2 separate regions of the Gossypium hirsutum genome follow, and region 2 is linked to region 1. A link is a contact called in public Hi-C data. All regions are on one chromosome and are shown on one strand. The core of a region is the stretch at or near the end of the contact, and the rest is flanking DNA. Distances in the headings are between cores, read along the strand shown.

What was found. A called contact is a pair of places that touch in the nucleus more often than the background predicts.
Region 2: a contact with region 1 is called in a Hi-C map of leaf, with 1.9 times the contacts expected there. The contact joins the promoter of LOC107913328 here to the promoter of LOC107913323 in region 1. A contact is called at or near these places in 2 of 34 Hi-C or Micro-C datasets (both in leaf).

What each region holds. Positions count from the first base shown.
Region 1 is chrD11:48,921,813-48,925,371 of Gossypium_hirsutum_v2.1, reverse strand. LOC107913323 reads left to right here and starts at 2,087. Exons shown (of 3, transcript XM_016841872.2): 1 at 2,087-2,421.
Region 2 is chrD11:49,066,183-49,069,909 of Gossypium_hirsutum_v2.1, reverse strand. LOC107913328 (UTP--glucose-1-phosphate uridylyltransferase) reads left to right here and starts at 2,404. Exons shown (of 19, transcript XM_016841881.2): 1 at 2,404-3,261. The coding sequence starts at 2,621.

The DNA of each region.
Region 1 (3,559 bases), core at 838-3,337:
AAGCAAAACTTAGCATTATTTCGTACGTGCTATTTATTCATTTATGTTTTGGGGAAATAAAGGCAACGTGGTAGAATTGTTGCATAAATGTTGCAATGATGTTTGGATATTTTCACAACTTATTTGTTCTTAGGACTAATGGATATTGATCCAAGCTCGCTTGATGAATGTTTAGCATGTTTTAATGATGATTGGAGTATGTATGACTTATAACTATTCAAAACCTATAATAGAAGATGTTTGCTAAATAATGAGACCATTTGTAATGCATATGATGTGTGACGATGGTGTGACATCCTGATTTTCGAGCTCGGCGACCGGGTCAGGTATAGAGTGTTACACAAGGACCCATGGCTGTAAAGAGAGTAAACTATCTTAGCTAAGTGAAGAAGATAGATTTGAGAGGGATAATACCTTGTGGTCTTATGCTTGTTTCTCAAGCTTGCTTCTTATTGGTTTTTGGTGTAAGAAGTGGTCCAACATTTAAGGGCGAAGCTATAATTTTTTTGGGGAGGCAAAGTTGAATTATAAATTTTATGAGTGCTAAAGTGTAAATTTATCATTGTATAACTTATAATTTTACTATTTTTACAAGGACTAAATCAAAGTTTTATTATTTAGAGGGCTCAAGTACCATTTTACCATATATTAACTTAGATCAAGGTCTTTTCTTGCTCTGCCCCTACCTACAGTGTACTAGATAGAGTTGATAGTGCTTGAGAACTAGCATATTTATCTTTATTCATATTATGGTCTAACAATTTTAAAATTAAATATAAATAAATTAAATTACACAAAACAGTTTAAGAATTTTTATTACGTATGAAATAGGTTTATTTAGTAAAGAAACACAAGGAGTCTTGAATAAACTTTATTTTATATTAATTTATGTCGGTTGATTTGAATTATTATTTTGTAAGCAGAATTTTTTAATTTAATTTTTTTAAAGGGAATTTAATACTATACAAATAGTAATATAAAGTATACTTTCAATATTAAGTGAACAATAGAAATAAAAGAACATATAAATGAACAATAATCAATTCGTATTGTTAAGCTGGGTTGCACATCAAGAAAAATTTTTGTCGCTACGCCATCGGTGAATCGATAAGTAATGATTTAGTCCATTACAAAAATTAAAAAAAAAAGTCAAAATATATCATTAATCATAACTCTTATTCTCCTTATTTAATTAAAAAATTACAATTTAATTATTAAATTATTTGAAATTTTTATTTAAGTCATTAAATTATTTATAAATTCTTATTTAAATGATTTGATAGTTATTTTTTTTAAGTTTGGCTAATAAGCTCTAAGAGACCATTCGACAATCAATACGGTAAATCAGTATTCATCGACGAGTAGAAGAAAATACATAGATCCAAGTCAACCTGACTATTAGTGTCGGAGATCGAAAAAAAAAATTATTTAAACTTTAATTCACAGATTCGTAATGTCTAAAGTAGTTTAATGAAAAAAATTAAATTGATGCACATAGTGCGAACAAAGAAAGCCATATAACAATAATTTTAATAGTCGAATGACTTAAATGAAAATTTTTAAATAATTTAATGACCAAAACAAAAATCTATTCATAATTTAATAACTAATGGTGTAATTTAATTAAATAAGAAATTCTTTTTTTATCTTAAAATATTTTGAAATTGAGTTAGAAAATTTGGAAATTGTACGTCTTCTTTTTGTAAATATAATATAGGGATAGTTTTTGGAAAATAAATTAAAAAATTAAAATATAAAAGTATACAAAGAAAAATTGAGAAGCATATGTGTCCGAAAACGATACCTTCTTTGCTTAGCAAATCGACCAAACCCTTGCGTTGGTTACAGCTGTATTCACGTCCTCTCTCTCCTCCAATTATTTTATTTTATTTTATTTTTTCAGTACAATCTCAATATTTTTGTATTTAGTATTGTATTTTATTAAAATAATTTTCTCTTCTATTCCGCCATTGATTTAGTACTTGTAGGAAAAAGACAAATTCTTTACTTTCTGCCTCCATTTCGTGACAATTATGCAAAAATAATATTTTAATTACTATAATATTTACATACTCACATTCGAGAAAAAAAATGAACCCAAGAAAGAGGGGCTTATAAAGGAATAAAACTAAAGAAAAATTAAAAGGAGAAAGAGTATTTCCTCGTGATCTGTGAAAAACAGACCCTTACGTGAAAACCCAGATTGCCTTAAAGCCCTTTAAAAGCCTTTTTCTTCGATCTTCTTCTTTTTCGTCGTTGAACAACACTGATTAAAAGTTTACATTCCTTAAAAAAAAAATTTTGGAGTAGAAAGAACATAAAGAGAGAGGATTTTGGGGGGAAATAATGTTTTGATATGTTTTCTTTTATGGGAAATTTGTTTCCTTCAGCTTTTTTATGAAGAAAAAGCTTCATTCAAAGGTGGGTTCTTTTTATTTTTATTTTCTTTTGTTCTTCTACTTAACTTCAATATGAATTCTGGTTTTTGAGGGTGATTATGTGTGTGGGGTTGTTCAAGTGAATTTGACTTTTGTAAGTTGATTGGCTGCAGACTTTTAGCTGGTTTTGTAGTTTAGTTTTTTTTTTTTTCGGGGGGGGGGGTTATGATTGCAAGTAACCAACATATGTTTGTTAAAATTCAATATAGGTATTCCATTTATTGGTGGTTTTTCCATTGGAGTTCAAGTTACAAGGCTTTTGTTTTGGTTGGTTGATGGAAAAGTATGTTAAAAGATCAGAAATTTGAATTCTAAGCAACAAGTTTGTTGTTTTCTGTTGGGATCTTATTGAACTCTGTAGTCTTTCACATGGAAGCTTAATTATGGTAACTTTTTTGGTTTAGCTAAGGTCAGTTGGGTATTTTAAGAGAAACTTGAAGGAACCAGATTGTATAGCTAAGTACTTGATGAATATTTAGGGAAGATGTTGATGGCTTCTTTTAATTTATGTAATCATTTTCATGATGAATGAAAAGTTTGTTAGGAAAACTGATGATAGATGGTTGGCATCTTTTCTGTTAGTTAGGAAAATCTATCATAGATGGCTGATAGCTTTTCTTGACTGTTTCTAGGCATATATATAATTTTTCTTGACTGGTCTTAGTTACAGAAACCTCTGGAATTCAGTTCTTTTGGTGATTACGCGTTCAACCTTTGCATCTATGTTCTATGTGGCTTGGATGAAAGAAGCACCGTTTACAATGCAAAGATTTTAGATCAATTTTAAGTTGACGGATCACCTTGTTTCCTGTTTCTTAGTCTTCTATGAGCTTGTTTGTTCTATTTCAATCATCTTTGAAGACTGTAAAGTTTTTAACTTAGAGGAGAACAATCTGAAAATTAACAGAAGCATAAACTCTTTAGGCGACTTGCTTAGCTTGGAAGCAACAGCTGATATGGTTTAGCTTAATCCCTTATAGACATTTACATTCATTTGTAGACCCTGGAGGTTATTTTTTGCATAGATTTTCAATTTGTTGAGACAAACAAGAGAACTGATCAACTGAGGTTTATGATAAGATCTTCATATCGTACTACTACTGATCATGGCCTCGAATACA
Region 2 (3,727 bases), core at 1,155-3,654, 140 kb before region 1:
CAATGAGCAACATTTGCTTCCATTTTGCTTTGCATGCAAAAACCATGTAAGGATAATATACAAAGTAATAATGTAATTTATAAATAATTTTATTAACCAATCTGTTCGAAAAAATTACAAATGTACTTAAACTAAAATACTACACTTAGAGCACCAGATCCAACATTCTCAACATTTCCCATTACATTTCCACATGAATCTCACATGAACCAAGCTTAACCTCTAAACTTTTCATGGTTTCTAACTCAATTTCTCTAGGTTCTCTTTAATGGCAACTTAAGCTAACTTCAAAAATCACAAAATCTAACCATTAAATTGGTTGTACTAAGCTTCCTACTTTAAAAAGCTATGAATTGTTTTGAAAAAAAAGCTTGGATTAATGGCCAATTATGGAGGAAAGAACTCAACTCTTTTTTCTTCTTTAGGTTCGGTCCTGAAGAGAAAAGACGAAGATGATATTTAAAAATTTATAATTAGTCCACTGAATTTGGTGTAATTAGAGCACCCCATTTACACTCTTCAATTCTTAGGGGTAGGGTAGGAATTGGAGTAATTAAGTGGGCAATTACAAACAAGTACACTAAAATCCAATTAGCTTATGACTTTTCAAACATGTCCATACATGATTTAAGTTTGAAAAGTTATTTTTATACAATAATAGTATTTTAATTTAAGGATATATGCATATTTAAAAATATTTGTTATTTTACTAATTTCGTTTAAATAATTTAAAATTTTTGTTAATAATAGATAATTTCCTATATGTTGACCTACTAAATAGTTAATTAATTTACATAGTATTTATTATTAATTATTTATACTAAATTTAACTAATTTACATATTATTTATTATTAATTATTTATACTTGGTCAATGATCAATCGATGATAACAGTGAGTATATATTTAATGTTAGAGAGAGAATACCTCAACAAATATTGAATGTTAGAGTAATTTGGTAAAATTGCTTGGCATGTTTATTTTTCTTGTTAATTTATTAGAGATCGTATTGTCAAATACTTTTGGACTATCGTATCATATATGATTGTTTGGTTTTAGGATTTTTTATTTGTTTAAATATTTTTTTCTTAAATATTATTGATAACTTCTGTAATAATTAATATTTTTTAGAATTTAAAATTACTTAGTTGTGTAATTATCATTTAAATTATCAAATATGACATATAAAATTACGATATAATTACATTCTATTAGTCAAACATATCTAGAGAATTAGAATTCCTTATAATTACAAGAGAATGTAATTACTACCTTAGTAATTATATTACTATCCAATCACTTTGTGATGCCTAAACTTACCCTTAAATTTTCTTTGTAAAAATTTAGGTTTTCCGTTTTTGCTTGAAAAAAAAACACTAAAATTAATTATAAATAAGGAATAGATAATAAAATTAAAAAAAAAGAAGATAAAATCGTTTTCCCTTAAAATCCAAGTTTTCCCTTATAAATATTCGATAATTCTTGTAACAAGCTAGGTTTTCCCCTTTTACCGAAAAAAATAAAATTTAATCTTAAAAATTGAAAAAAAACTTAAAGGAAATTAAAAAGGTAAAATGAGGGACCAAAATGAAAAATTATTAAAGTTGAGAGACTAAAATAAGTGTACAATAACAGTGTCATTAGCCACATTAATGATGAGATACTAAAATGAAAAAAAAAATCTAACAACAGTGACCAAAACTTAAAAAAAAAACTTATCTAACGATGGTGCTATATTTGAATTTAATTTATTTTTTATTATCAAAATGAAAACATGGATGATTGGCTCTGTAATTTATTTTATTGCTTGTATGTAAAAATAACAATTTTCTTTTGGGAATCTATATTAATAGTTACCTAATTATTAGTATTTTTTTTGTCACCAGTTCGTTAACGGTGACAACTTTTAAAATTGACATAATAACAACTTAAACCCTCAATATTTATACATTGTGCCAAATTAGTCTCGATTTTAAAAAAATCTAGCCCTCAACATTTACACATTGTGTAATTTAATTTTTTTTTTTGCAATTTTGCTTTTCTTTTTAACCATTTTCACCTAAAAAGCTAAAAAGACAAACTTCTCAACTAAATTTGATTGAAAATATAAAAGAAAATTTGAAACACCAAAAAATATGATATAATGATTTTTTCTTTTCTCATTTTTTTATGAATAAACCCTTAATGTTATAAAGAAAAACAAAATTGTTAAAAAAATAAATTAAATGTTAATGGTTGAATTTTTTAGAATCTAAAATTAAATTCGCATAATTTATAAATATTAAAAATTAAAATTATTATTATGCTAATTTTGAAATCTGTAATAATGATAAAAAAAATAAAATTGAATAGCGGAAATATTAACCTTTCTTTTTAGTTTTAAAGGGTTGATTCAACTGGACCCGAACCGATCCAAATATCCCGCTACCTAAACTCAAATAGCAAATTGTTCGTATATAAGCTTTCCTTAAATCTGGAAATCCCCTCTTAAACCCTAAATCCCAAAATCTCTGAACTCAAAATGCTTCACCAAAGTTAAAGCTTTTGGGGTAGATTCAATTCACCCATCAAACCTTAGTTTCCCCTGCCAATTTTATTTTCCTTAGAGAAATAAGAAAAAAATGACAATCCATTCGGTTGTAATCCAAAAACTCTTAACAACAAATGCTCACATCGGCCGACAAGTAACAACCCACCACTTCAAACAGTTCACCTACGGCTTCCGAAATAGACAATCCATTATCGATTCCGACAAGACCCTAATCTGTCTCCGCAATGCTCTCAACTTCCTTTCCTGCCTCTCTCGTGATCCTTCTTCCTCTTTCCTCTTCATCAACACTAACCCTCTGTTCCAACCCATAATCGACGAGATGACCTCCAGAGTCACCAGCTTAAGCCCTGAAAGGGCTAGTAGCCTTTGGAAGATGCGTGGCTTTTTGACCAACAGTTGTAGTCCTAAGAAGTTTCGGTCTAGGCACAAGAAATTGGTTTTCGCGCCAACTAAAATGCCGGATTGTGTTGTGATTTTCGACACTGAGAGGAAAAGTTCCGTCTTTTTGGAAGCGGAAAGGTTGGGGATCCCGATTGTTGCCTTGGTTGATTCCGGTATCCCGTGGGAGTATTATAAGAAGGTTACTTATCCAATACCGGCCAATGATTCTGTTCAGTTCGTTTACTTGATATGTAACATGATAACTAAATGTCTTATGTTGGAGAAGAAAAAAGACGGAGCAAAGGGGACTGGGAAGAAGGCTACAATCAAGTATGTTTTTATTATATTTTTAAAGTTTCTTTTTCTGGGTTTGAGATTTGAATGTTTTGATAGGATGGATTCTTTCTTTTCTTTTTTTTTTCTAATTTTGGGGGTTAGGGTGGGTTTTTATATCTGAACTGTGGTTGCTGTGACCGAAATTGTATATAAAAATCGTAGGTTATAAGGTGTGCATTGGATGCTGATTTTATTGATTTAACTAGAGAGGAAATAAGAGACCGGCTAAGTTTGTTGGCAGTAATTGTTGTAAGATTGGATGTGCTTGATGGATGATTTAAGAGTGATTTTGAGTTGTGGACATGAGTTTCTCGATATCTAGATGACAGAATCTTGAGTTATTACTAAGTGGTTCCTTGCTTAAGTAGCTTGATTGAGGATCTTAGTATAGAGAGAATATCCTTTTCCCAGTTCTTATCGGTTTACTTCTGATAATTGTGCAGAATGATAGGTTTAGACA